Regions from separate parts of the Mus musculus genome. Here region 2 is linked to region 1. The links are chromatin contacts, called in public Hi-C maps. All regions are on one chromosome and are shown on one strand. Each heading gives the region's core, a stretch centred on a gene start, on an enhancer-like site or on the middle of the called end of the contact. The rest is flanking DNA. Distances are from core to core; before and after follow the strand shown. Region 1 has its middle 79 kb from the start of Gm40304. Region 2 has its middle 35 kb from the start of Cckar.

Region 1 (6,007 bases), core at 1,670-4,169:
TTGTACTCCTAATTTAGTCATCTCCCTTCTTGAACTAGTCATGTGTTTGAAATCCCTAAGTGTTCCAGCCCTGTGACATGGTCATTGTTGGCTGGGAGAAGAAGATGAAACCATAGTTCACAGTGGTGCTGATGAGAGAGAGCTTGTCATTACCCAGGCCAGGTCTAGGTGCTTTACAAGGATTCGTTTACTTAATCCTTCCCACAGCCTTAGGAAAGAGGCATCACCATCATTCCTATCGTACAGCGCAAACTGAGCCACACAGAGATTCAGTGACTTGATAAATGTCACCTTGCTTCTTCACGTCACAGCTCTATGCCACTGTGCATAGTTAAGCTCCACATTGTGTGGTTCAATGGTTACTGCAGAATGCCTGGCCTATGGGAGGAGACTGCACCACAATTTCAACTCCAAAGCCAGCAGACCGCCCCTTTCCATCACCCACTCCAGATGAAGTATCTGTTGTGCCTGCTAGTGAGCTAGAAGCCTGCAAGACTCAGAAAGGAACAACTATGTTGTACCCAGATGCACCTCTGTTTAAAGAAGCTGAGTTTGGGGATAGGATACCATGGGGAATAGCATGCTATAGGTTTAGTGCAACTTCTGAATGTCATGTCACATCACTGTACCTCAGCTACCAGAGCCACAGGCCTGAAAATCATCCCAAATGATGGGTAAGTTTCCAGCTAGGATTTGGAGGACCCAATATTCACTCACCAGTTTTATGTCAATAGAAATAACTGGTTAGAACGTGCAACGCGACCTCTAAACACAAAAGCAAAGCAGGCTGGCCTGAATGACCTGTAGTACGTCTTAGTCTCTTTCTCCCCCAGTAATTTATTTCTAGACTATTAAAACAAAACAAGCTGGGCACTGGTGGCGCACGCCTTTAATCCCAGCACTTGGGAGGCAGAGGCAGGCGCATTTCTGAGTTCAAGGCCAGCCTGGTTTACAGAGTGAGTTCCAAGACAGCCAGGCCTATACAAAGATACCCTGCCTTGAAAAACAAGAACAAAAAATACAAAACAAAAACAGGCCTCAGGTTTCAGGATGTACCGAGGGAGGGAAAAGAAGAAAGGGTGACTGAGTCCTGTTTGTTCTTATAGAGACTCCACCATCAAGAAACTTCCTAACGCCTCCAACCCACACTGGGAAAACGGCTTGTGTCTGCACTTTACCCTTACTGGGAATGTTCAGTTTTTCCCCCTCTCGGACGGACGCTTTCACTTCCTTTGCTATAAGCCCAGTGTCCCCTACACACGGGTGGACAACACTGCCTCTTTCCAGGGCATCTCAAGACCTGTTTCCAGAGGGGCCTAGGCTGAGAGCTTCTCTTCAAGATGACTGGATTATTTTACCCACAACTGCTGAGGTGAGTGACTACCGGGTCATCCGTGTCATACTGGTCATGGGGGACCTTGCATATGCCTCAGTTCAAGACTTGTATGTGTGGGGTACTGGGCCTGGAGCCCAGGGCCCCACACATGCTAGGTAAGCATTCTGCTGTGAGCGCCTGCCTGCTCTTGGCTCAATAAATAAATAAATAAATAAATAAATAAATAAATAAATTCTCTTTGGACGCTCCTATCTCAGGATGTGTGGAATAACCATTTCCTTCCTTCGCCATGTAACTCTCTGCCTAGAGTGTTCTATCGTCTCTCCTTCTCTCTGATGAGATCATACTTGACACAGCTGAAGACGAAGCATGGTCTGCAATCGCTATCTGTTCTAGGAGCAAGCTCCTCCTCTGGGCTGCTGAAGCCTCGGCTTCCTTCAGCTCTCCTCACGTTCTGCTTAGCACCGTGCTTCCCTCTATTCAGCCACACTGACAAGTTTCCTGAAACCAAAGGCATCTATGGTCCCTTGGGATAGTTAAAGTTGTAAATGTTTCTTTTGAAATAAGTTTCGTCTCTCGAAATAGATGCTGGGAGATGATGCTGGGGAAGATGGCTATTTGCCTAAAACAGGCCACTTTTTTTATTTTTTTTTTTAAAAAAGCACTGAAGGTTGCTAGGCTAGATCCCAACAGGGACCCAAAAGAGCCAACCTCATATCTGCTCTCCTTCAAATGTAAACTACTTGTGAGAGTATAGTATTCATTTGTTCTTTTGTCCATACGCACATTCCAGCACTTACTATACAATTGCTAAGTACCTACTATATCCTGAGTATTTAGGAAACAAAGCAAGTATTTCCCAAGCCCAAGGGAGTATAGAGGTGTGTGTGTGTGTTAGAGCACTTGAGAATGAGGAGTGGATTAGACAGGCCTAGTGGACAAGAGTGAGCCAGGAGCAATGGATAATGACTGCACACAGAACGACCCTGGCTCTGCAGCCTGCACAGGAGATGGAGCGGGTGACAGGCTTCTCTCCGGATCTTTCTTATCTATTCCAAGGTTGCTACCCTCGCTCCAAATGCCTATGCTTAGCATTAAAGTGGAGACATTTAGGAAAGGTGTGGCGGTGGGGTGTGGGGACTACATTTTAAACAATGGGCCGAAAAGAAAAGTCTAAGAAGCAAAACAATGCCTCACAGGCAGGAAAGTTCAAGGGTGCTTAGCGGGGTAGTGGTGTTATACATCTTTCATGCCAGCACTTGGGAGGCAGAGGCAGGTGGATCTTTATGAGTTTGAAGCTATCCTGGTTTACAGAAAGAAACCAACCCTGTCTTGAAAATGAACAGAAAAGTGCTCAAAAAGTTTGAGCAAGGTGGAATTTAGTGAATGTGATTCCGAAGTTGAATTTTTGTTAGTGACATTTTTCAATAAACAGTAATGCATGGGACCCTGAAGATTCAAGTATTTGGGTTCTTTGTTTTGCGTGATGATGTGTGTTTAAGCAAGTGGCATTCTGAGGAAGAGGCTTGAGCCAGGTCTGGGTGGTGCACACCTTTAATCCTCACACTCTGGAAGCAAAGGCCGGCAGGTTTCTGAATTCAAGAACTATCTGGTCCGCATATCTAGAGCCAGCCAGTGCTGCATAACAAAAGCCTGTGTCTTAGCAGAAACAGAAACAGAAAAACAGATGCGGGATTAAATTTTGCTTTCAGCGCCTGCCTGCCCGCCCGCCCGCCCGCCTGTAGGGTCCAGACAAATCCTTAATGGTTCTTTTCTTTGAGCCTCAGTTATTCCCACACTAAACAGAACAGGACACTCTCCACTGGAGCCCAGTTGCTCCGAAGATATGAGACAGTTGTGCAAACCTCAGTAGTAAGGTAAATACGTAAATACAAAGGTCCTGCTCATGGGTCCTGCCTCTTCCTCTTGGCGACGGCATGATATATTTTTAAAGGTTTTTAGGCTCAAAATCCTGAATTGCCTCATAGGTAGCAATGAACATACTGCTTGCCCCTTCCTAAATTTATTTTGATGTTCACTTACAATGGTTTTTAAATGAAAACGCCATATACAAACCAATCGCGAAGCCTTTGAGAATTAACTGCGTAGGATAAAGAGCACTCTTTGCTCTAGACAGTGAGTATACACAGGAGGCTGTAACTAGACCGGGGTGGGATGCTTAGTAACTAAGACTGAAAGGCAGCAAGGGTCTGGAACCCAGATCTCAAGGCTCCTCCTACCCTCTGCATTCATGATCCCATGCGCAAAACTTTCAAACATGGATGGAACCAAACATCTTGCCAGGTGGCGGCTTGTGATATATACAAACAGCCCCTGCCTTACACAGGGAAATGACAGAGAACCCATACGTGCAAACAGCTGCCACCATCCGCCGACCCCCACTACCCTGCAGCTGTTGTGAGCTGTGTGGAGAGAAAAAAAAAAAAAAAAGGAAAGGAAAGAAAGGGAGGGTGGGGGGAATCTTGGACCACTTGCAGATTCATAAAGTCAAGGCAGAGAAAGAGAGGAAGCTGTGGACACGGGAATTAAAGAAGGGAACGGACTCCCGGGATCCATCTTCAGCCGCGGGTGACTGGGCAGCATCCTTACTTAGCTCTGAAAGTCGCATCCTAGGGCAGACCACTCTCCCTCTCCCATCCACACAACCAGACACTCACATCAGGTCGCATACTGGCTTCACAGCAGTTTGAGAAGAAGGAAGGAAGGAATCGATCATAATTTCAAATCTCTTGAAATGTTACTCTCCTTTATGATATTTAGAAATGTATACTTTGTGGTTTGTACTGAATTAAAAAAAAAAAAAAAGAATCCATAAAGGAAAAGTCCTTCACACTCTGACTGATACAGGGTGTATTACCAGAGTCACAAAAGTATTATACATATTTTTTCTTTATAATGATTCCTATTTTACAGATGAGGCTCAAAGAAGTCACATGACTAGACCTTGTAAATTAGAGGTAGAATCAGGACCCAAATCCAGGTCTGTCTTTAAATCTCACAGCCTTACCAACTATTCTGAAGACTCCTACCCACCTGGCATAGGTGATTGGGTGCAGCTGAAGGGATAGTTGGCAATCATTAACAAAGTAGCAAGAAGCACTCCCAACAGACCGCTTCCCTCCTAAAAGTTAGTAAACTGTGCTCAGCTGTTCTGGGGAAGCAATACTTCTGTGTAGAGAACAGGAAAAATTCCGGACTGCAGATCTATAGTAGAATTTCAGCATGAAGCATGGAGACAGCCATGTTCGCGGGTGGGAGGTGTGGGGGATGGGACACAGAGCAGGGAAATCTGGAAGGAACCAGCACTGAACTCTGTCCCAGGTAAAATTCCATCTAAATTTAACCACACTCCCTGCGTAGGGACTGGAAGAAAAATTTCTGTTGCCCCACCCACTGCTGGCAGCCCATGCCTCCAGATAGCTTATTAGCAGCCTTAGTAGGCTAGGGATGGGTTCCACGCATGTTTGTGAGTTCCAACATGTAGTCATGTGAGAAGCATAACCCTTCCCCTCCAGTCTGCAATGAATTTCATCAGAGAAATAAGCTTCAGGGACCCCACTTGCGGTCCAACACGTATATGTTCTCTGGGCTTCTTTAGGTGGGCACCGTCTTGGCGGTTGGGAATATCAAAATCAAAAAGGTGGAGACCTGCCAGGAAGAGAGGCAGCAATCAGTAGACAGCGTGGTGGGTGAGTGTGGGACACTCAGCAACGCAGCTTGGGAAGCCCTGGCGGTGGACGGGTGGGGACTGGAAAACAGCTTAGAAATGAACTCTGGGACTCCAGCGCTTGACATGTTGGGAACTGCGTTGTGGTAGAAGTCTGGGGAAAGACCAGCTTACCATTCAATACTAAATGAACTCATTTTTCAGCAGAAGATTGTTAGCTTTGTTTTCTTTCCTGGCAAGCAGACTCTCCATCTATACCTGCGGTCGCTTTTGTGTCCTCCCCACCCCCACCCCGGAAGGTTTAGTGAGAGCTGGTTGCAAGGACTCTGAATTCCTAAGGCTGGGGGGTGAGAGTCTGGTTGTCTCTATAGTCTTATCTTACAGCTCTCCTAGGAGGACAGAGAGCTCATGAGTCCAAAGTCTGTAGTCTCGCAGGACATGGGGGAACCTTTCAAATGTAGCCACTGGTATCTGCATAATAAGCCGGGAAGCTCTGGCCTCAGGGAACTCCGGGCAAAAGAGATGTGTGCTGACCTGCAGCTTCCAGGAACACACCGAGGAGTGTTTTCCACGCTTGGGTCACACAAATGCATTGTGTTGTGTCTTCATCTATACAGGGGCATCAGATGCGAGATTTTATAGCTACTGTTGTTAAAATGAGACTTTGGAAAGTAAACTCCTAAGTACACACTAGCCCACTGGGAAACCGGTGCGGGGGTGGGAGGTAGGGGCTGGGGGGGTGGGGGGGTGGGGGGGTAATGTTTTCTTAGGGCAATGAAAGTCCAAGTTTTCATCTCCAACTCAAGGTAAAGACAGCATTTCCTGAGGCCCAAAGTAAAAGCAAAAGCCATCCGACTCACAGGGAACAATGCCTTCTACAGACCCATGTTTTCTTGGCCCGGTTTTCAGTCCTGGTTGGAAAAAAAAAAAAAAAAAAAAAAAATTCCCTGAGGCCGATGACAGCTGAGCTCTCTGCCTGGAAT
Region 2 (5,695 bases), core at 1,048-3,547, 200 kb after region 1:
GGTTGGTTCATATTGTTGTTCCTCCTACCGGGCTGCAAACTTCTTCAGTTCCGTCAGACCTTTCTCTAGCTCCTGCCTTGGGGACCCTGTGCTCAGTCCAATGGATGACTGTGAGCATCCACCTCACATCCAACTCTTTATTTCACAATGCTCCAACAATTCAAAGTTGCTGTGTGTGTCTGACACAGGTCATAGCACTGGAGATCAACAGGGAATAACTTACACTTGGTTAAAATCTAAAATAGTTTGGTTTTTTTAAATTTTTGTTTTTTTTTTGAGACAGGGTTTCTCTGTGTAGCCCTGGCTGTCTTGGAACTCACTCTGTAGACCAGGCTGGCTTCGATCTCAGAAATCTACCTGCCTCTGCCTCCCGAGTGCTGGGATTAAAGGCATGAGTCACCACTGCCCGGCCTGGCTAAAATCCATCATAGTTAACGTCCCAAATATTTAGCTGTACACTTGTATACATTGTATAACCCTCCCCCTGTTTTCTTTGTTTACACCTTTGGTTTTATTTATTTTCTTTTCTGGAAAACTTTAGGATTATTGTTTAAGATTCTTTTTCGTTTGTTGTCACACAGTAATATACATCATATGCGCTTCTGTGCACCCCGCTCCCAACACACATGACCAGGTTGACCAGGTAGTTACTGGGGTGTGACAATACCTCCCAGTGATGAAACCTCATTGCTCTTCTTTCGGGGATTCCCACCCGTCGGACCCCTCCCCCACCCTCCATCCCAGGTCCGCTCTTTAATTTTCTCCTCTTCATCATAGTCATCCTTTCCCTTTTTGTTCCATGTTCGACGATTTTCCTTTAACCGTTTTTGGACACCACCCCCTTCCGTTTTTCACCTGTCTCTTCTATTTATATGGGCTTGATTTATTGAAGCCCACCTGGGTTTACTAACTGGCGGGGATGGGGAACTGGGGACCCTGCTTCAGGTGTCCACTGGAACAAACAGGAGCCTTGCGTTTGCTCGCTCAGGGAGGCACTCCGTGGGAGGAAGGTCTAGGATTGTGGCCCTGAGTGGTCAGAAACTGAGTGTTTGCTCAGCTCCAGACAGGCCAGTGGGAGGTGTCAGGGAGAAGAGTGGAGCAGTGCCTGGATAAGGGTTGGCTCAGGTACAGCCCTTCATCTAACCTTTGTTGATAGCCTCACTTCTCCGTGCCTCTTTAAACCTTTAGTTTCACAAGTGACTGGGAAAAGTATAGTTTAAATAAGTCAAAGATTTGAGGGTGACAGAAAACTTTGAGTGGACCCAGTCCTGAGGTAAAGAATTTGGCCCTGCATGCATTTCTTCTAGGCTCCGCCCAGCAGTTACCTACCATCAGCCAGGTGTGAGCCTGGCTTGCAAAAGGACTGTTCGCCTTCCCTGTCTTCTCTTTTCTTCTTCCCCCTCCGCCTTCCTCTTCTTCCTCTCCTCTCTCTCCTCTTCCTCCTCCACTCCGTCTCTCTGCCCTCCCTCCATGTTCCTGCCTGGCTCCCACCCACCCTTTCTCTCTCTCTTTCTGTGCTCTGTCCCCTCGCTTTCTCTGCCTCCACTCAATTCTCACCCCCCTTCTCGTGCCCCAAATAAACTTCATTTTATACTAGACCAGGCGTATGGCTGGTACTGGGGGCGGGATCCTCAGCATGCCCCCCCCCCCCCCCCCCGATAAGATGCCACCTCATTACAAAACACCAGAAGGATCGAGAAATGAACAGGTCTCTCTCTCTCTCTCTCTCTCTCTCTCTCTCTCTCTCTCTCTCTCTCTCTTATATTTAAAACCTTACATTCCATTAATTTTTTTCCACCTTAACAAAATAACGAAATCATTTTTTTTTTTCGTTACCCATCCCTCCCCCTCCCCCCGAGTCAGGGTTCTCTGTGTAGCCCTGGCTATCCTGGAACTAACTGTAGAACAGGCTGGCCTCGAACTCAGAAATCTGCCTGCCTCTGCCTCCCAAGTGCTGGGATTAAAGGCGATCGCCACCACTGCCCGTCAAAATCTTTTTCCTCAGTGATCTTGGTTGGGAAGTAAGGTTCCGCGATTGACTGAAGAATGATGCCCCAGTCTTAAATAGTATGTAAATGCAAAGAGTGTTTTTAATCTGCAGAAGTCCAGCATGCTGGGGTCTCCCATTACCAAGATAAAGAGGCATCCTCACCCCCCAAGTGAGCTTGCAGGCCCAGTTTATAGCACATTAGGGGAATTCTGTGGAAGGCAGGCTTTGTCTACTTTATCTCTAGGCATTCCGAAACCATTACCAGGGCGTGGTGACTGCAAGCTGTTTCTGAGGAATCCCGGGGTTGGTGGGCTTTGTCTTACTTCAACTCTAAGGACATTCCATTCCCCTGGTGTGGAGGCTGGAAACTGCTGGCCCTTTGTCCTTGCTGAAGGTCAGGTGATGGGGCAGTTTCTGATTAGCAGTCTGGAGCCAGGGTTTTTAGGGCTGGAATCAGCCTAGCTTTCTCAGAGGTTTGATCGACAAGAAACAGGGCTCACCTGGAGCAGCAGAGCACTGTCCCGAGGATTAGGCTTGCTGGGGGCTCCAGATGCTGTCCCCCTCAAGCCCCTGAGCAGCACCTGGAACCAGGAGCATGTCCTTCTAATTTGAATAAGGGAAAGAGATGTCTTAGTACCTTCTGGCTGGCCAGCTAGTCCCAGGAAGCCCTCTTGTCTCTGCCTCCCCAGTACTAAGATTGTAGCCATGTGCCCAAGACTACATATTTGCTTGTTCATTCATTCATGTATTCATTTATTCATTTTTCTTTTTGTGTGAGTGGTGGGATTGAGTCAGGTCCTCGTGGTTGTGTGGTTAACACTTTATTAGCTAATCCACCTCCCCCAACCCTAGCGTCTTTTCATCCTATCATCGGAGAGAACCACTGCCTCATGAGGCTGGAGGCTCCCCAAGACCTCTGACAATTCCTAATTTCTGCTTGCAACCCAACCTCACCTTGCCAGGGCAAGTTGCCCTCTAGGTTTACGCTCATTCCAAAGTTCTGCTGTGTTGGGATGGAAACCTGGATCCCAAGGAGAGTCATCAAATCCCCGTACAGGGCTGGACTCGAGCACAGCTTCTGAAGTGACACCAGTTTACAGGGTGATGGAGTCCAGGCGGGGTCTTCTTGCTCTGTGTGGACTCTCATGTGACTCTCTGCTGCCTCCCTGTGGTCAGTAGTGGGGAAGGTCGTCCATGTGCTGTGCTAACCCAGTTTCAGAACTGGAGTGTCACAAACCATCACAGATCCTACTTTTGAGTGTGAAATGGACAGGTTAGGCACAGAGAACAGATGTTTGGACCCACCTGCCTTATAATGATAGTTATACTGGATATATATCTATATATCAATATCTATATGCATATATATATGTATGTATATATATATATATATATATATATATATATGTATATATATATATATGTATATGTCTTACCTGAAGACTCACCTGAGGGTTTCTGGGCTTCACTCCCACAGTATCTGAATCAGGAAGGCTGTGTTGGGCTTAAGAAGTGACATTTTATAGACGTTCCAGGTGGTGGTGATGCTGACCCAAGATCCCCCCCCCCCCCCACACACACACACCTCCACCCTTGTCTTGTGTCTCAGGGGACTGGCCCGTGTCACCATCTCTAAAGTCTCTCAGTTGTGCTTTGGCACTCTCCCTCTCACAAGAAAATACCTACAATGTGTGTAAGGGGCTTGCCATTGAAATGGTTCTTTTCCTTTCAAAGGTTCGCACTAGTCAGTGTGAAAAGTGTACCATTGCATCTTCACACATGCATGTCATTGGACTCTGTTCTCATTTATCTCCTTCCATTGCCTGCACATGTTCCCCCAACCTAGTGCTTTTCCCTCCCAGTTAGCGTCCCGGTCTACTTTAGCACCTCTCTAGGCTCTCTCCTCCTGTCTCATGATACATCCTGCCCTGACTAGTTCTTTGTCAGCTTGACAGAGGCTAGAGTTATGGGGAAGAGAACCTCAATTGAGAAAATTCCTCCATTAGATTGTCCATGGACAAGACTGTGAGGGGTTTTCTTTTTTCTGACTGACTGATTGATTGATTGATTTAGACTTGGTTTCTCTGTGTAGCTCTGGCTGTCCTGGAACTCACTCTTTAGACCAGGCTGGCCTCAAAATCAAGAGTTCTGCCTGCCTTTGCCTCCTGAGTTCTAGGATTAAGGGTGTGCACCACCACCATCCAGCATTCTTGCAGTTCTTTGTATATTTGGATACTTGTCCCCTGCCAGGTTGCTTCCCTTCCTGTGAGCTGTCTCTTCATTCTGATGATGTTGTTCTTTGTGGTGCAGATGCTTAAAGTCAACTGGAATGAGCCTGGCTCTCTTCTTGAAAAAGCATGAGCAAGACCCAATCTGTTGGGAGCTATTAAGACAACACAATTGTCCTGATCTCTGAATTGGGCCTCCCTCCCACCCCCCCCCCCCCCCGAGAAGAAAAGGGGGTCAAAAGCAGGCCACCGACACATTGCTCCGAGAACAACCACAGATTGTTCCAGCCCAAAGTCAGCTCCGGATGTTCTGACCACACCCTGATACCACCAAGTTCCTGCTTCCCCATGTAGTCGCCAAAAGAAAAAATTTCCCGCTGCCCCATCTCTCCTGCTGAGAAGTACTTCCTCTTTTTCTGCTGCCCCATTCCTCCTGCTGAGAAGTACTTCCCCTTTTGCTTGTGCATTTAAGCCTTGAGCCTTGCTAATACAGTGACACCTTGATGCTATTCAGAATAGTTCCATGTAGTTCCTCACACTTGGTGTCTGTCTTTTCTCTCCCCCCATTTGGTTCATAGGAGAAGGTCCCCTCAAGACCCTCGAATAACTGGACCTGCTGGACGGGTCACCAATCCTTCACTAGTGTTGCTTCTTGACTCGAGAAAGTTCAAAAAGTAGGGAATTTAAAGGCTGGGGTCAGGGGAAGTAGGATAGGCGTGCCCTCTCTGTTGTGGAAAGACGCAGCTCTCAGGAAGGCTTGCTGAGTCATGTAATTAATACATGACTCCTAGATTATAGTTTATCTTTCCCTGGATTTCCGACTCCATTGACAGCTAAGGTAAATGTAGCTTGAGAGCTAGAAAACAGACCTCGCTCCTTACCCTGAGGTAATCCACCACTGTGTTTGCTGATTAATAAATTTGTTTACTAGCTAAGACTGCCAGATTTCTTATCAAAGACAGACAGGTTTTCCTTGCTCACGGCTTCACAATAAACGATGCACAAGTTCAGATATAAGCTTCCACAGATGTAATCTGTTACTTCCTTACCTAAACTCAGTGACTAAATGCTTCATATTTCCTCTTCTTGCTATGCCACTGGCCTAACCTAGTTCTTATAAGTTAGCCTAACTCTAATATTCCACTCTATGATCCAACTGTGCGATCACAAGCCCAAACATAAGTTTCCTTTGATTGCCTTTTAACTATAGACTTGAGGTATTTCTCACAATAAACTATATCATCAACTATATTCACAAGGTCAAGGTTTCAAATGTCCTTTGTCTCTCAAATGTAAACTTAAAATTGTTTCTCATTTTGCTAAATTTATATATATATCCAGTTTCTTAGACAGAAGGAAAAAAGCCTTCTTGCTTCTTCTGCTCCATGAAAGGTTTATGTCTTCCCTAAGCTCATCTGAAAGACTGTTCATGCTGTTAACAAATTTATCGCTTTTGTAAATGTATAAGCTCCAGGAA

The links. Hi-C and Micro-C count contacts between places; a contact is called where the count stands out from the background.
Region 2: a contact with region 1 is called in a Hi-C map of embryonic stem cells, with 4 times the contacts expected there. The contact joins two enhancer-like sites. A contact is called at or near these places in 7 of 484 Hi-C or Micro-C datasets (all in embryonic stem cells), 7 of 115 datasets of contacts at active chromatin or transcription factors (astrocytes and embryonic stem cells) and 2 of 9 other capture datasets (adipose tissue and embryonic stem cells).

What each region holds. Positions count from the first base shown.
Region 1 is chr5:53,464,857-53,470,863 of GRCm38.p6, forward strand. No RefSeq gene overlaps it. Among named protein-coding and RNA genes, the nearest start is that of Gm40304, 79 kb to the right of the region's middle. Within about 2 kb of position 2,920, at least 21 of the 459 cell types and tissues checked have an H3K27ac peak or open chromatin away from gene starts, as enhancers often do. A contact at or near this core is called in embryonic stem cells, where this site is marked.
Region 2 is chr5:53,669,409-53,675,103 of GRCm38.p6, forward strand. No RefSeq gene overlaps it. Among named protein-coding and RNA genes, the nearest start is that of Cckar, 35 kb to the right of the region's middle. Within about 2 kb of position 2,298, at least 28 of the 459 cell types and tissues checked have an H3K27ac peak or open chromatin away from gene starts, as enhancers often do. A contact at or near this core is called in embryonic stem cells, where this site is marked.